3 separate regions of the Danio rerio genome follow, and regions 1 and 3 are each linked to region 2. Evidence: chromatin contacts called from public Hi-C and HiCAR-type data. All regions are on one chromosome and are shown on one strand. Each heading gives the region's core, a stretch centred on a gene start, on an enhancer-like site or on the middle of the called end of the contact. The rest is flanking DNA. Distances are from core to core; before and after follow the strand shown. Region 1 has its middle 74 kb from the start of arid1ab. Region 2 overlaps arid1ab (AT-rich interactive domain 1Ab). Region 3 has its middle 53 kb from the start of tbxta.

The links. Hi-C and Micro-C count contacts between places; a contact is called where the count stands out from the background. HiCAR-type assays count read pairs that join an accessible place to other places.
Region 1: a contact with region 2 is called in a HiCAR-type map of caudal fin, with 7 times the contacts expected there. The contact joins two enhancer-like sites. A contact is called at or near these places in 6 of 18 Hi-C or Micro-C datasets (caudal fin, embryo, hematopoietic stem cells and 2 more) and 1 of 4 datasets of contacts at active chromatin or transcription factors (caudal fin).
Region 3: a contact with region 2 is called in a Hi-C map of an unstated tissue, with 4 times the contacts expected there. The contact joins two enhancer-like sites. A contact is called at or near these places in 1 of 18 Hi-C or Micro-C datasets (an unstated tissue) and 1 of 4 datasets of contacts at active chromatin or transcription factors (caudal fin).

The regions. Positions count from the first base shown.
Region 1 is chr19:15,418,318-15,422,830 of GRCz12tu, forward strand. No RefSeq gene overlaps it. Among named protein-coding and RNA genes, the nearest start is that of arid1ab, 74 kb to the right of the region's middle. Within about 2 kb of position 1,439, at least 60 of the 62 cell types and tissues checked have an H3K27ac peak or open chromatin away from gene starts, as enhancers often do. A contact at or near this core is called in caudal fin and skeletal muscle, where this site is marked.
Region 2 is chr19:15,551,327-15,556,414 of GRCz12tu, forward strand. The region is part of intron 4 of arid1ab (AT-rich interactive domain 1Ab); the gene reads left to right. Among named protein-coding and RNA genes, the nearest start is that of zdhhc18b, 44 kb to the right of the region's middle. Within about 2 kb of position 2,100, at least 28 of the 62 cell types and tissues checked have an H3K27ac peak or open chromatin away from gene starts, as enhancers often do. A contact at or near this core is called in caudal fin and skeletal muscle, where this site is marked.
Region 3 is chr19:15,384,406-15,388,860 of GRCz12tu, forward strand. No RefSeq gene overlaps it. Among named protein-coding and RNA genes, the nearest start is that of tbxta, 53 kb to the left of the region's middle. Within about 2 kb of position 3,141, at least 3 of the 62 cell types and tissues checked have an H3K27ac peak or open chromatin away from gene starts, as enhancers often do.

The sequences.
Region 1 (4,513 bases), core at 189-2,688, 130 kb before region 2:
ATGATAAAACCCATACATTTCAGTTAGAATCACACAGTTAGCAAACACTTGGAATAACAATGTTATTGTCTGTTGTTGTGGATTATAGTTCTTAGTGAGAACAGGCCTTGTGTTTATTTACCTATTTAATATGTGGAATAGAGAAATGGCTCATTCAAAAACACATTCCGACTAGGTAATGTAACTAAATTTAAACTTTAAACATATGTTCTATAGTACGAATATGATTTAAATTCGGACATATTCCACCATCTTGTCATTACCACATCACCTACCCGAATAGGTTTCCTTGCTTTACTTTCATTTGTAAATTCTTTCCCATGGCTTGGTGTCCATTGGATGTAGTCTTCAGGATCTCCCCAGAAGTACGTCTTGCATACTGTTTTAGAGCGCAGTGCCTAGTGTACAATTTAAGAGTTAAAGTTTGTCTATTTAAAAGACTTTTTGTCCTCCATAACAAAAATAAATAGCTTATTTGTTTTGAATAACATAAGAGTAGGAATGTGTGGGATTCAATAATAGAATATATCACAGTAATGAACATAGTGTTAACATGGGGCTACAAAAATATTATGAATTATTAGTCTCCGAATTTTTTATCTTACATTTGTCCATCTATTCATCATGTTTTTGATAGTGAGATGACAAAGTGGTTAACGTAATGGCAACTATTATGCCATGAAATGTTGACACCAAGTAATAATAGAAGGTATTTTGTTATTATTAAGTGAACTATAATTATTCTATAACATAATACAATTTTAGTAAAAGGCCTGCTACCTTCAGGAAAAAGCACTGTCATCATGGTATCAGAGAGTAAACCACAGTAGGATACTGTATGATTTTTACCATACTTACCCCTATTTTACATTGTACTCCAAGATTCAACGAGTAATGCCATGCCATATGATAAACAATCGTGATAATTTTTGTTAAAATTAATTGCTTAATTTTTTTTTTTACTTTCTGTTAAATTGTAGTATAAATGTTATTTAAAATGTACAATTCAAAACAACAGCCTCCATTCTGTACACAGCAACCCAACTCTAATGTGTATAGAGGCACACTTTCTATCATCAGCTCTGCTTCAGCTGCATTTCTCTTGTGCTTCAGCCTGCTTTAGTTAAGGCGGGAGTTTACAGGAACAGCAGGCAGGCCCGGCCACATCACGCGCGGAGCAACACAGGAATGCATTGTATGTGTAAGAGACAGGGCAGATGAGCGAAATAGTGCCTAAGTTAATTAAAATTCTTTCTCTCTTGAATGTCTCAAAAGTACCCAACGGTCCATTAAAATCAAGTCACGCATTATGTTATGAAAAGATTCTCTCAAATGTACTGACCGAACGTCGATTCGCTTTACTGCAGTAAAAAAGCCTCACTGTCACAACATACACACAAGTGAGCCGCGGAGGAACCCCGAAGGTTGTCAGTGCGCGCTACGGCTCTGAAAGCACACACAGTAAATTGAAGAGAGGATCACAGCAAAAACCCGGACTGGAGTTTGATGTTATCAAGTAACAAAAACAAATAATAATGTTGTCTGACACTAGATTATGAATCATATTGTGGTTCTTAAAGTAGTGAAAGAGCATAGTGGAGGATATACATTGTTATTTTTATTTTTTGTTCCACTGCAGACACGTACATGGTCTTTAAGCGTGCCCAGTCCGCGCTGTAGGCTCTAGTCTCTGGGGAGCAGGATTCTCTGTACTCTGACCTCTAGATACATTGATAGTTCTGTTAATGCAACGGGAATATGCGTGAGCGCGCACCACGCGCACTCATGCATTAGACGAGTTTGGAAGTTTATTAGCTGAAATGGGGCACACAGTTCCAAGATGTTTAATCTTGATTCTACTCATACATGTATCTAATGTGGTTTTATTAATCAATATTTTATTTGTACTGAGAATTATAAAAGCAGATGAATATATATATATATATATATATATATATATATATATATATATATATATATATATATATATATATATATATATATATATATATACATACACACACACGCACACGCACACGCACACACACACACACACACACACACACACACACACACACACACACACGCATTTACATTCTTTGCTATAATTATAAAGGAATGCCATCAATAGTTTGCAGAATAAAACTGTTTACTCAATCACATAAATCCTCTTTTCTCATTGCTTATATATTATATTATATCATATTATTCCATTTCTTTATTTAAACAGTTATAATTACTATATGAACATTAGGAAAATGTAGGAGATTTCAGTGCAATTAAACTTATTTTACAGCAATAAAAATTAACATTAGTTTGATTAACAACTGACAAAATCCTCATAAACACCATTCTGCTTGTTATTTTTTTCCACATACAAAATAAATAATGTAGCCTATATCATAGTGTTGGGTTAAAGAATTATTAAAACAAAGAAAATGAAAAAAAAACTATCATAATTATAATTGGGTGACACAGTGGCGCAGTAGGTAGTGCTGTCGTCTCACAGCAAAAAGGTCGCTGGTTTGATCCTCGGCTCAGTTGGCGTCTCTGTGTGGAGTTTGCATGTTCTCCATGCATTCGTGTGGGTTTCCTCCGGGTGCTCCGGTTTCCCCCACAGTCCATAGACATGCGATACAGGTGAGTTGAGTAAACTAAACTGTCCGTAGTGTATGTGTGTGAATGTGTGTGTGGATGTTTCCCAGAGATGGGTTGCGGCTGGAAGGGGATCTGCTGCGTAAAAATGTGCTGGATAAGTTGGTGGTTCTTTCCGCTGTGGCGACCCCAGATTAATAAAGGGACTAAGCCGACAAGAAAATGAATGAATGAATGATCCTAATTAATTTCATACAATGGCATCACTGAATGCTCTTTTCATTCCAATAGACTGGTGTAAAGACCTGTGAGGAACCCCTGTCTGGTTTTGGCATCCAGGCACTCTAGTCAGGGGTTCCTCACATTCATTTCTGTCATTCGATTCAAGTATTTGGGATTCCCGGCCAAATCTTTCTCCTTCCTGTTGATTAGCTCCTGCTATTCTGGCTCCAGGAGCGTCTGCCAGTAACATGCCTTTCTGGCACAGGAGGTCTGTGAAGCAGCTCCTAAGAAACGCCTGATCATGTGGAATGCGACGGGAATTCAATCAAACATTTGGGTGCCTCTGAACACTGTGGCACCATGTCACCTCTTACTTTATGCAGTAAAATAAAGAATTCCCTTTATATGTTGTGACGATATTTGGGCCTTTTCTCGTAAGCTGCATGCTGGCAAAATGAGATTTCATTCCTTGCATTACATTTTCACACAGCTATTTTAGGTTTGTTCTGAAATTCATTCTTTGAGTTGCGATTTACTCACTTCAACAAAAAATGTAAAACCGTTGAAGCATTTTAGATATTCCTTTACTTGACAGCAGTTTAAACTACAAACTTTTGCAGACAGTTTTCAAAATAAGACACAAAAAGATGTCAAAAAAGTGTCTCTCAAATGCATTCAGAAACGGTTTATCTCAGATGCACGCATACTATACAGTATGTTCAAACTATATAGCTAATCTACTATAACCATATAACTAGTTTACATGCAAACACTGTATGTGTATAGATGAATATTGTTTTATTTTTGTGACATTGCCACCTACTGGCCTGGTGTATATATTAAAGTCCCTTTGTCATTTTTACAGATCTATAGGCAGTTTTTTTTATATTATTCTGACATAGAAAATAATTTTTTTTATTTTCGTAAAACATTCAAACTTTTAGCTGTATTGCTGTATGTTCTCTCCGTGTTTGCGTGGGTTTCCTCTGGGTGCTCCATGTTTTCCCAACTGTCTAAAGACATGTGGTAAAAGTGAATTGTCCGTAGTGAATGAGTGTGCATGGATGTTTCCCCGTGATGGGTTGCGGCTGGAAGGACATCCGCTGTGTAAAACATATGCTGATAAGTTGGTGGTTCATTCCACTGTGGTGACCCCAGATTAATAAAGTAACTAAGCCAAAAAGAAAATGAATGAATGAAATGTAGTATTTTACTCGATCATCTTCACAGATATAAGCTGAAAAGAAGTGGTTCGCCCCAAAATGAAAGATCTAGTATCATTTACTCACTCAAATTTACGTCTGACTAATTTTGGTGATGCATTTCTTAAAATAAGAATGAAAGTAAAACACGTGGGTGAGTGACTTTTAACTTTCTGAGTTAACAAATAGACTAACTAGCAAAACCTAGCATGAACTAGCAATTTGTCTTGCTTTTTTATACTTTTTTTCCCAGAATACTTAATATGTGATTCCTATAAAATAATGTAAGATAGACAATTTTATTAATTCTCCTTTAAAGATGACAAAAACTGTTGTACAAATTAGCTAATAGCTGATAACACCTCTTCACATATTCTGTAATCACACCTCTTCACTAATTCTTTAAGTTCTTCTGCTTCAAAGTTTCACTTTTTCTGTAATGAATTGCAAAAGTTACAGCAGTTTATGAAAGAAAATAGTTTCACCATACATCT
Region 2 (5,088 bases), core at 850-3,349:
AGGATGGGTCGGGTATGCACACTTGGAAGTGACCACAAAGATTAATCATGAAAACTGTAGTTCCATCACTTGATATGTTTTGCATTACTTGAAGACATTTCATACTAAGTGAAATTTAGTAACACAGACAGGGCAAAACAGGGCTTAATATTTTATTTGTGAATCGCTGTTCATGGTGACTTTCAGTCCGGGGCAGCCCTCCAGAAGGGATTAGGGGGCGTTCATATGGGACGTGTTAAACAGTGCCAAGACCCACTTGGGTCTTGATCTTTTTATTTATTTATTTATTTTTTTTTGAGAAGCATTATTTAATAGGAGTATTTATAACTTGGCTCAAAATAGTGACCAAAATGCAATGCCAGCAGGCAGTATATTTGAGCATTAGTCTTGGGTGACTTGAGAAAAAGACTGAGCGTGAAAAGTGAGAGAGCCTTCATAAAAGATTCTTCTCTGTTTTAACAGGCTCAGCTTAGAGTTCAACTTGCTCCATGCTGTTTCAGCTCAACTAATGGTGAAAATGCAGACTGGTGGAAGCATCAAGGATTACTAGCAGAGTTCAATAGCTCGAACATAAGACCCTGGCATCACTATATAAGAAATTCATAAGATCACAATTAGGCAGTCATAAATAAAGGTGTAAATGGCCTGTGAATTGTTTTGATTGTCTACTTTCAGCCCCTTTGAGGGGTACTTGAAACTAGGCCTGGATGGATAAACGATATAATATTGAATCATGATAAAATAGATCCCCATAACAATGATAAGCTTTGGTCTTTTCTTTACCCTATATTGATCTAAGAACCAATCACACAGCAGAATTGTGCAATATTGGGAATGTAAACGTGTGTTGATATTAGAGATGTACTGAGTTTTAGCCCACCGAAAATGTATCTGCCAAAAATCTTATGCCATTTAATGGACCCTCTAATTTTTGGGGCTTTAGTCATTGTTGGGCTGCTCTTTTACTCTGGAAGCATTAACAACTTATATGAAAATATTTATCGTTATTGTTCAATAGGGAAAATAATTATAGATATTGCATTTTAGCCATATTGCCAAGCTGTAACTGTTCATATGGTCGAATGCACCTGAACAGCCACAAATGTCCACCAGCTAATCCAAACATGCGATTGTTGTATATTTTCAGCAAAAGTTCATAAAACCAAGGTATTCATACTTCACTAGTTTGCACACATAATCTGATTGAAATTGCAGTTGACTTCCACATGCTGCTTATGGACTTGCTTTTCCTCTTGCCTGTAAGCTGCATAACATGGTTTAACATTCAGAAATGCTTACGTGTTTCTGATGAAGATGAAGAGCGTGAAGAAATCAGAGGGATGAAACTTGAAAACCTAAACAGTGGTCACAAGAGATGCACGAAGAATTCAGAAAGCCAAATGATGCCTTTGATAACCACTAGTCAGAAAATCTATGTTAACACCAAGGTGCAAATGAGGCCTAATTCCAGTGGATTTGAGCAAGTACAACTTGGCACTCTTTTTACAATGCGAGTTGTAGAACCACTTGATTAATCGGGTTCAAACCCATTTAACAATAGTTTGTTGTTAACTTTATTGAGATATAATCACTAAAGCTTAATTGTTTCACTTTAAAAGTAACAAATGGCACCACAGACCTTTATTCTTCTTGTTTTTCTTGATTATTTTTTAAAAGAGCACATCTACCTGGAAGAACATTTTATTACACTCACATATATGATAATAAATCATGCAAACGTTGCAGCCAGTTGTACTTTACAATAAAATCACCCACACCCAATACTAGATTTCACTTTTTTTTCAATTGTCATAGCTATGATGTATGACTGCACATTGCTTAATGGTTGCTGGGTTGCTTTTGGTAGTGGTTGTTCTCAGCGTCAGGCCAAAAGAGGCAATCCATAAATCATCATATTCTGTTTTCTGGGATTACCTTCAGCATTTCAGTAGATAACCAGAGCCTGATCACATCCCTAACCCTAAAACATGGAGCAGCAGGAAGGATGCTGCTATCCGAGAAGAGTCTCTGTGTATGTGCTGAGAGTGAGGCAGTAATGGCTGCTGGTTGAGGCTGGGCCCTTTCTCTCTCTTTCTCTCCAATCATTCTCACAGTCAGTGGGCTGGTAGCTCCCCCTCATGGATGAGATCTGCACAAACACAGATCGCTACAATCGAGTCCTCCTTTCTTGGGAAGAGACATTTGAAAGCTGAATCCTGCTCTGATTTGGTGTGAGGAGCAAGAGTTAGTGTTTGTAATCGTTGAAATAATCTACTGTATGTGTGTGAGTGCATCTGGCCTGCTGTGGCAGGGCTTGCTTCAACTTGATTGACGTCTGCAGGATGTGTCACTCATCCAGGCACCGTGATGCCCTGTAGTGTTAGTTGACAGTGATGTGAGAGAGAGTGTGTGTGTGTGTGTGACTGCACTGTGACCTCAGCACCATAGAATAGGAGCGAAGGGGGAAGAGGGGGTGGGTTCTGCTTTGCACTAATGTGTCAAGCACGTGGAGACAGTTTCTATGGCAACCTCACACATGCAGCTGCGCGTGTGTGCTTTTTTCCCTCAGTCCCCCTTTCCTCCCTCCTTCTCTGCCTTTCCTCATTCTACCGTTTTGGCAACAGATGAATGGGCATATGTGTGTGTGGAAGTTTGTGTGAACAGGAAAAGGCGAGGGAGTGGATGAGCACAGAGCCAACACGGGTCAGACAGAGTCTGTGACTGTATTCTGAACTGTAGATCCCCTCCACTTGTGGTCTGCTTGTGTTTCTCGCGGCTGACAGGATTTCCCTTCACCTCATCATGACCGCTGTTAATAAAACATCACAAACAGCATTTCCCACATCAGAATGCATTTTCTGTAGGATTTGTAAATCACTTGGACCTTCTCCCTTTTGAGCTTCTCTCAGGTGCCTGTGAAACAACATGGCTGCCTTGTGACTTGTGTTGATATTCATCACAACTCGCTGGCCTATTTTCTGATAGAAGCATATTTTTCAGAGTACCTGAGTCGAATTGATTTTGAAAGCTGTTTCGGGACAAGCAAATGTGTCTTTAAACAAGCTATGTTTTCCCTGTTTCGAGTGTTGACATGCAGGCTAGCATTGGTGCTAATCTCAACATAAAATGGCTGCCACACAGACACTAGAACAAAAATCTTGAAATATTTATAAAGACATTATTAGCATGTCTAGTGCTTTTATTGTTACTTTTTTATTTTTACATTGCCTTTTCATTATATGGATATGTTGTGCTCATTGACTGTAATTAAACAGTTTGCGTTATGCTAACACTGAGATATGTTTTCTGAGCCATCATATTCATTTGTAAGATACTTGTTTTTGTTCAGGACATCGGTTATGCTGCAACTAACAGCTGTTTATTAGTGAAGAGCGTAGTTTAAACTAAAAACATATTTTTTTATGAAGTTATTACTGTAAAACTATAATACATGTGTTTTCAAACATTTCACATAAGAAATCACGACTTTTACAATCAAATCATTGAAGCCTATGGCTGTGTGATAATGGCAAATAAATCACGATTTTTGAACTATATTGCGATTTTTGATTTTTATCACGATTTTGTCATAGACAGGCAGAATTTGTGTTTACAGTGTAAACCTGAAACATATTTCAAAAGGAAATCAATTAGATCTTTATCAAAGACATGTAACGTGTCTCTAAAACAGACAAAAGACAAAAAATAAACTAAAAACTACCTCTTAAACAGACATGTGCCAAAACAAATAAATAAAATACTGTGTACTTGCATGTATACATGATTATGTATATGTGTGCTCGCACATGCTGTCAAAGTCAAGCCTCCAATATTTTGCTTGACCAAGTATCAGAAGTAGTTGCATGTGCGTCTACAGATTTGTTTTGACATGCATAGATCATAGACTTGTTTGTGTCACTGCCTTGAAATAGGCCATTTACATATTGTGCCTTTTGCGTGTACAAGTCCATGATTTCCACTGGAGGTGCTTGTATTGTGTGCGCATATTAAGTGTGCACGTATTCCATGCGCACCTAGTTGAAAATATCTCTTTTCAGACAAACTTTGAATGTAGCTTTTCTGAATGCCGCACCGCGAGTCACTTAACAAGAACTGACTGATCAGATTCATACTTTGTATGGAATAAACACATTCCCTTTACCTCAGACAAACACAAGACACCCGAACACCAAGTGCTTTTATTTCTCTTTAAATAAAACTTGTATCGGAACTGCAGCTATGTTTTGTTAGTTTGTCATCCTCTGATAAAATGGTTGATGAGCGCGACCTTAAAGCACGTTGAACATGCTTAAAGAAACAACGTGCCTCGCTCTTTCGCCATGCTTTTAGACGCAACATATGACTTACTTAGAAATTGCCTCGTTCTGCGATACGTTAATCTTCTTGTATCCAAAGTAATCTTACCCCACGGTGGTTGACTTTTTGGGCACCAAGTCCTCCTGTGCTGAACCCATCATCCCTGTATGCGCTGGCTATTCAGTCTCGCTGGCTGTTCTCGTGCTCTGTTTAGGTGTGCTGCGCTATGATTGGTTCAAATAGCATACTGCTGGAAAATTGTGCTGTGAGGCGATTTAAAAATCGCACATGTCCAAATCACAATTACGATATGATTTCAATTAATGGCACAGTCCTATTGAGGATCACACTCATGACAAATGAAAATAATGAAAAGTGTTGTAATATAAGCTCAAAATATCATGTTTATTACCATCACCTGGATAAAATCATAAACTGTCTCAAATGTCAAACTTTGTAATAGGTGCTGTATTTTGCTTAAACCATTTCTGACTGTTTAAAAGTAGGAAGTAAATGTATGGGGTGGTGTGAATAAGATTCTCCTGTAGTTTGTCTTCAATGTCATCACTGTCATGTGACAGTTATAGTTTCATCACTTCTGCCATTCATAAATCCTCTCCTTGTGGCCTCATGGGATAGTAAAGAGCCCAACAAATGCACACACCAGAATCTCACTGGAAATATCAGGTCATACAGGTATTTTTCACCTACTCTTTTGAGAACTGACTGAGTCAAACTTTTTTCGTGTATAATATATGGTTTGGAAAAAAA
Region 3 (4,455 bases), core at 1,891-4,390, 170 kb before region 2:
TATACCCCAATTACACTGTAACACACTAAGAAGGCTCAAAACAGTTAGTTCCGTATAGCAATTGCAAAGCAATCCTATGATCCCAAGCAACTGCATGCTAACAATCAAAAGAAACCAGTTAGCATTACAGCTGCATTAAGGTGCAGTAGGTCAGCCAGCACTTCCCAACATGTTGGTCCCTACCAACAAAGGGCCTTCAGCGAGCTCTGTGGGACCATCGCATCATATTTTTACAATGTTTTAGCAGTGGACAATTAAGAGAACGATCAAGTTTCCTTAGTTCATTTTCTCCCCTGGCTGACCAAAAAATGGACAAACTTGTAATTCATTCTCCACAACAACAATCGAGTCTCACTGATTCACCTTCAGCAGCTAATAGTAATGACCCAAGCAGACTGGACCCAGATGAGGAAGCTTATAACATTTCAGGTCGAAGCGCTAGCAATACTGGAAATACAAAATGCAGGAAATACTAAGATAGTTACCTGAGCCATGGTTTTATTATTTTTTTCTCAAAGCAAAGTGTCCCTGACCCAGCCACATACATTTTTGTCATCCTTACAATAAACTTATATATGTGGAAGGGGAGCTAACAATATTTTCGAGGGGAAAAGGGGGTCTTAGGCAAAAAAAAAAAAAAAAACACTGCACTAGGTGATTGTCTACAGAATTGTATTATAATTTTTTTGTGCTGGTTGAAAGTCTTCTAACTTTCCAATAGTAATGAATAAAATAAATGATCTAAATGTATTGAATTGTGATTTTATATTCTGGATAAGGCATAAGACTATGTTCATCCAATTTAAATCTGTCAGGCTGATAATTGCCATAATTCTGATGAGTAGCCCAAACTGTCAACAAATGTAGATTTTTACATCTGCGCAGCCATTCATGCAGATCCGCTGTTTGCACGTGCACAAGTGACATCGGTAAAAACAAATGCTGAATCAAACCTTTTTAAAATCCTGAATCAATACTGGAGTTACTTTTGCACGCTGGAGGGAGGATGACACCATGGCTGAAGTATTTCTTTTAGACAGGTTATGTTATGCTTTTAAATTAGTTTAGTCACGCAAAGCTTGTGTTGATTTTGTTTACGAATGGGTGACGTGCAGAAGTGTTGTTCAGCCACTGAAATCTTCCAGCTCAAGATTGATGTGATTAAATAAAGTTTCAAATGGTCGCTTTTAAAGCATCAATAATTTAGATATTTATTTAGTTTAACAACAAAACATAAGTCTATAGCGCTATTTTACCTAGCCTGTTTTACTGAGCTGAAGTTGGTTGTATGTTTATGTAACCCCACTGGTCCTACACCACCCAACCCACTTTGAGCTGGGATCGAAAGCTAGAACACCTTTAGAGGTAAGAGCCGTGACGTTTACCTGCATAGCTGGCCTCTGAACTGGAGTTCAGCCGGCAGCTAGCTCTCTGCAACTCTCACATGGTCGCCCACTGAAGCTAAGCAGGGCTGCGCCCGGTCAGTACCTGGATGGGAGACCACATGGGAAAGCTAGGTTGCTGCTGTAAGTGGTGTTAGTGAGGCCAGTAGGGGGCGCCCAACCTGCGGTCTGTGTGGGTCCTAATGCCCAAGTATAGTGACGGGGACGCTATACTGCTCACTGGTGGTGGATGAGGAGATTCCCCAATCCCCCCCCCCCCCACCACACCCATTGTGTAAAGTGCTTTGAGTGCCCAGAAAAGTGCTATATAAATGTAAGGAATTATTATTATTATTATTAAACCTCCCTCCCATCAGGGTCACGGCACCAATGTAACCCAGCCAGTTCTACAGCACCCAATCCACTCTGAGCTGGGATTGAACCTTGCTTTACCAAGCAGGCTAAAAACCCGTCTGTCGCTACAGCACCTCTTAGAGGTCACAGCACTTTACTAGCTGGCCTCTGTTACATTTACATTGGTTAATATTTGAACAATGACAACCTCTGACACGCTCCCTATATTGTTTACCATGCTACTTTGAATATTCGATCTGAAATAGCACGTAAGTATGGCTTAGTAATAAGTGTAATTCCTTTTTCCTTTAAGTCGCTTTAGGACCAAGTGCGTGAGAGAGTGAGACCAGCAATCCTTGTATGCATAAAATATTGCACATAATGAAAAGTTTTGCTTGCTACAACTAAAAATGTGCTTGATATGATACAGTTTTTTGTTTGGAATTGTAGTATAATAAACTACTTTAAGTTTTTGAACTGGTGAATGACAGATTCTAGTAGATCTCTGTCATTTATTTATTTTCTAAAAAATATTAGATAAGAGAGGAAGCGAAGAGGAAGAGAGAGAGAGAGGGAGGTAAGGTTGGGAAATGTCCTCAAGCCAGGATTCAAACTCTGGATGCCTTGATGTGCTACTGTACTATATGTCAACACGCTAACCACTCGGCTATTGCACCGATAGATCTCTGTCATCTTAAAAGTGTGTGTTCATGATTTCTGGAGGTGTGGCTTTGGACAGCAGGGGAGGGATTGTATTTGAAAGATATTATGCTAAACCATTAGCATTTAGGCAGATCACCTGATACACCTTTAACAACATCATGTCAATCACTGACAACATGCCTGTAATCCTTGCAACTGCATTAAAATGTGCAGCAAAAAAAGAATTTTTCACAACAGCAACAACACAAAAGTAGCAACACTATGACAACCACTCATAACACACCCCAACTACTTTAACACATTCACAAGGCTAAAAACAATCAGATCAACTTCACAATGTGGAGCAAAATAGCCACTCAAAACAACTTGCTTAATGTGTTGGTAAAGTATATCACATGTAATGTAGAGGGTATTTGAAAGTTATGTTTGTGCACTCACAGCCGACAATTATAAGGCTCTCGTCTTTGAGTAGACCTGTTTACACATTCAGCGACACAGAGGAGGATGTTTGATGCTCAACAACAGCGCTATTGATCCATGTGTTAAAGGCCATTTTTCCACTCACTACACTTTCAGCATTGCCGTCTGGGGTCTTGTGCTATTTTTGTCTGTCTACCCATCCTTCCCTCTCCTTGGCTAAACCCCCCCACCCCTCGCTCCTTCCCCTCTTGTCATCATCCCTCCATCAAAAGTGCCTCCATTCTTCATGCTGCTTTCAGGCGCTCAGAAGCATGACAAACGGGTGCATTAGCGGGCTAATTAAGGGAGATCAGGGAGTAAGAAAGTCTTATGAGGCGCCCAGGCGTGGCTTTCCAAATGAAAGCGCCCGTAATTTGCATGAGAGGTAATTGAATTGCCTGCAGTGAGAGGTGAAGTGAGTGGGAGGGGAATAGGACGGAGAATCTGGCTCTGTGCAATAATATTCTGAAAAGCCCCTCTTGAACCCTAAATGCCAAGGGTTTCGCATCAACTGTTTGGTTGGCACCTGACTTTTGCTGGAGATATTGCGCTTATTTCCTCTGTTGAACAATCATGATGTGTACTTCAGCTTGATTGATTTTCATGGGAATTTTATTTCACCTTAAACAGACATATTTGTTAATATGATATGAAAACAGGCTGTTTTAACATATCAGCAAAGAGTTACGGATTTAGTTCTCAGTGCTGGCAGGAATTGGTGCGGGGAGTGAACAGTGCTCTCCTCTACCCTCAGTGCCCAAGACTGAGGTGCCCTTGGCACAACAGAAAGATGGCGTCAGTGTGTGTGGTGTGAAGTCTGTGTTTAAGTGTGTGGGTTATTTTAGTAAACATGAACTAAAACTAATTCTGGGTTCATACGCAGAATTAAGTATTCCCCTGATTAAATTACAAACCAAGTCACTGCAAATGGCTGAGTAGATCCATTGGGTGTGAATTATGTGAAATGCGTGACATGTTTGTGAAATTCACCTCAAATAAATCTTTGCATTCTGAAAATTAACTACAAGTGAAAAACGGTAATTGAGGTAAAACATACCCCGAGTAATCAAGAACAAGTGACGTAAACATAAGACTAAAACCAGTGATTAATTTGAGCCAAATCTTGCAGGATCCTGTTCCGGAAAATGTCCGATATTCGTTTTTTGCATTTCTGTATTTATTTTAATGGATACGGCATTAACTTATGCACGATGAATAACTACGTGTGTGTGAGAGAGAGAGAATGTGAATGCAAGCGAAGGTTGTGAGGATTGTGTGCGCGCGCAGACACGACGGTAGTCACCATGCGCAAATCAAAGCAAAACTATTCTTATGTTTACAATCACTCGCATTGGTCGGTGATTATTGTTTCGCGTGCAGTGAGCAGCGACAATAAATAATGGCATAGTAGCCCATCTAAATAATATTTGTATTTTTCAAATTGGCAAAGATGCAGTCACACTTATTATAATTTTTTTAGAACCATGAGTAGGTCTGATAGTGAGGCTGATCAAAAGACATCTTAAGAAGATGAAACTGCACAAATGGATCAGGATAGCAGGAGACAGAAGTAAAGCGATCTCAAGTCAGGCAGAAA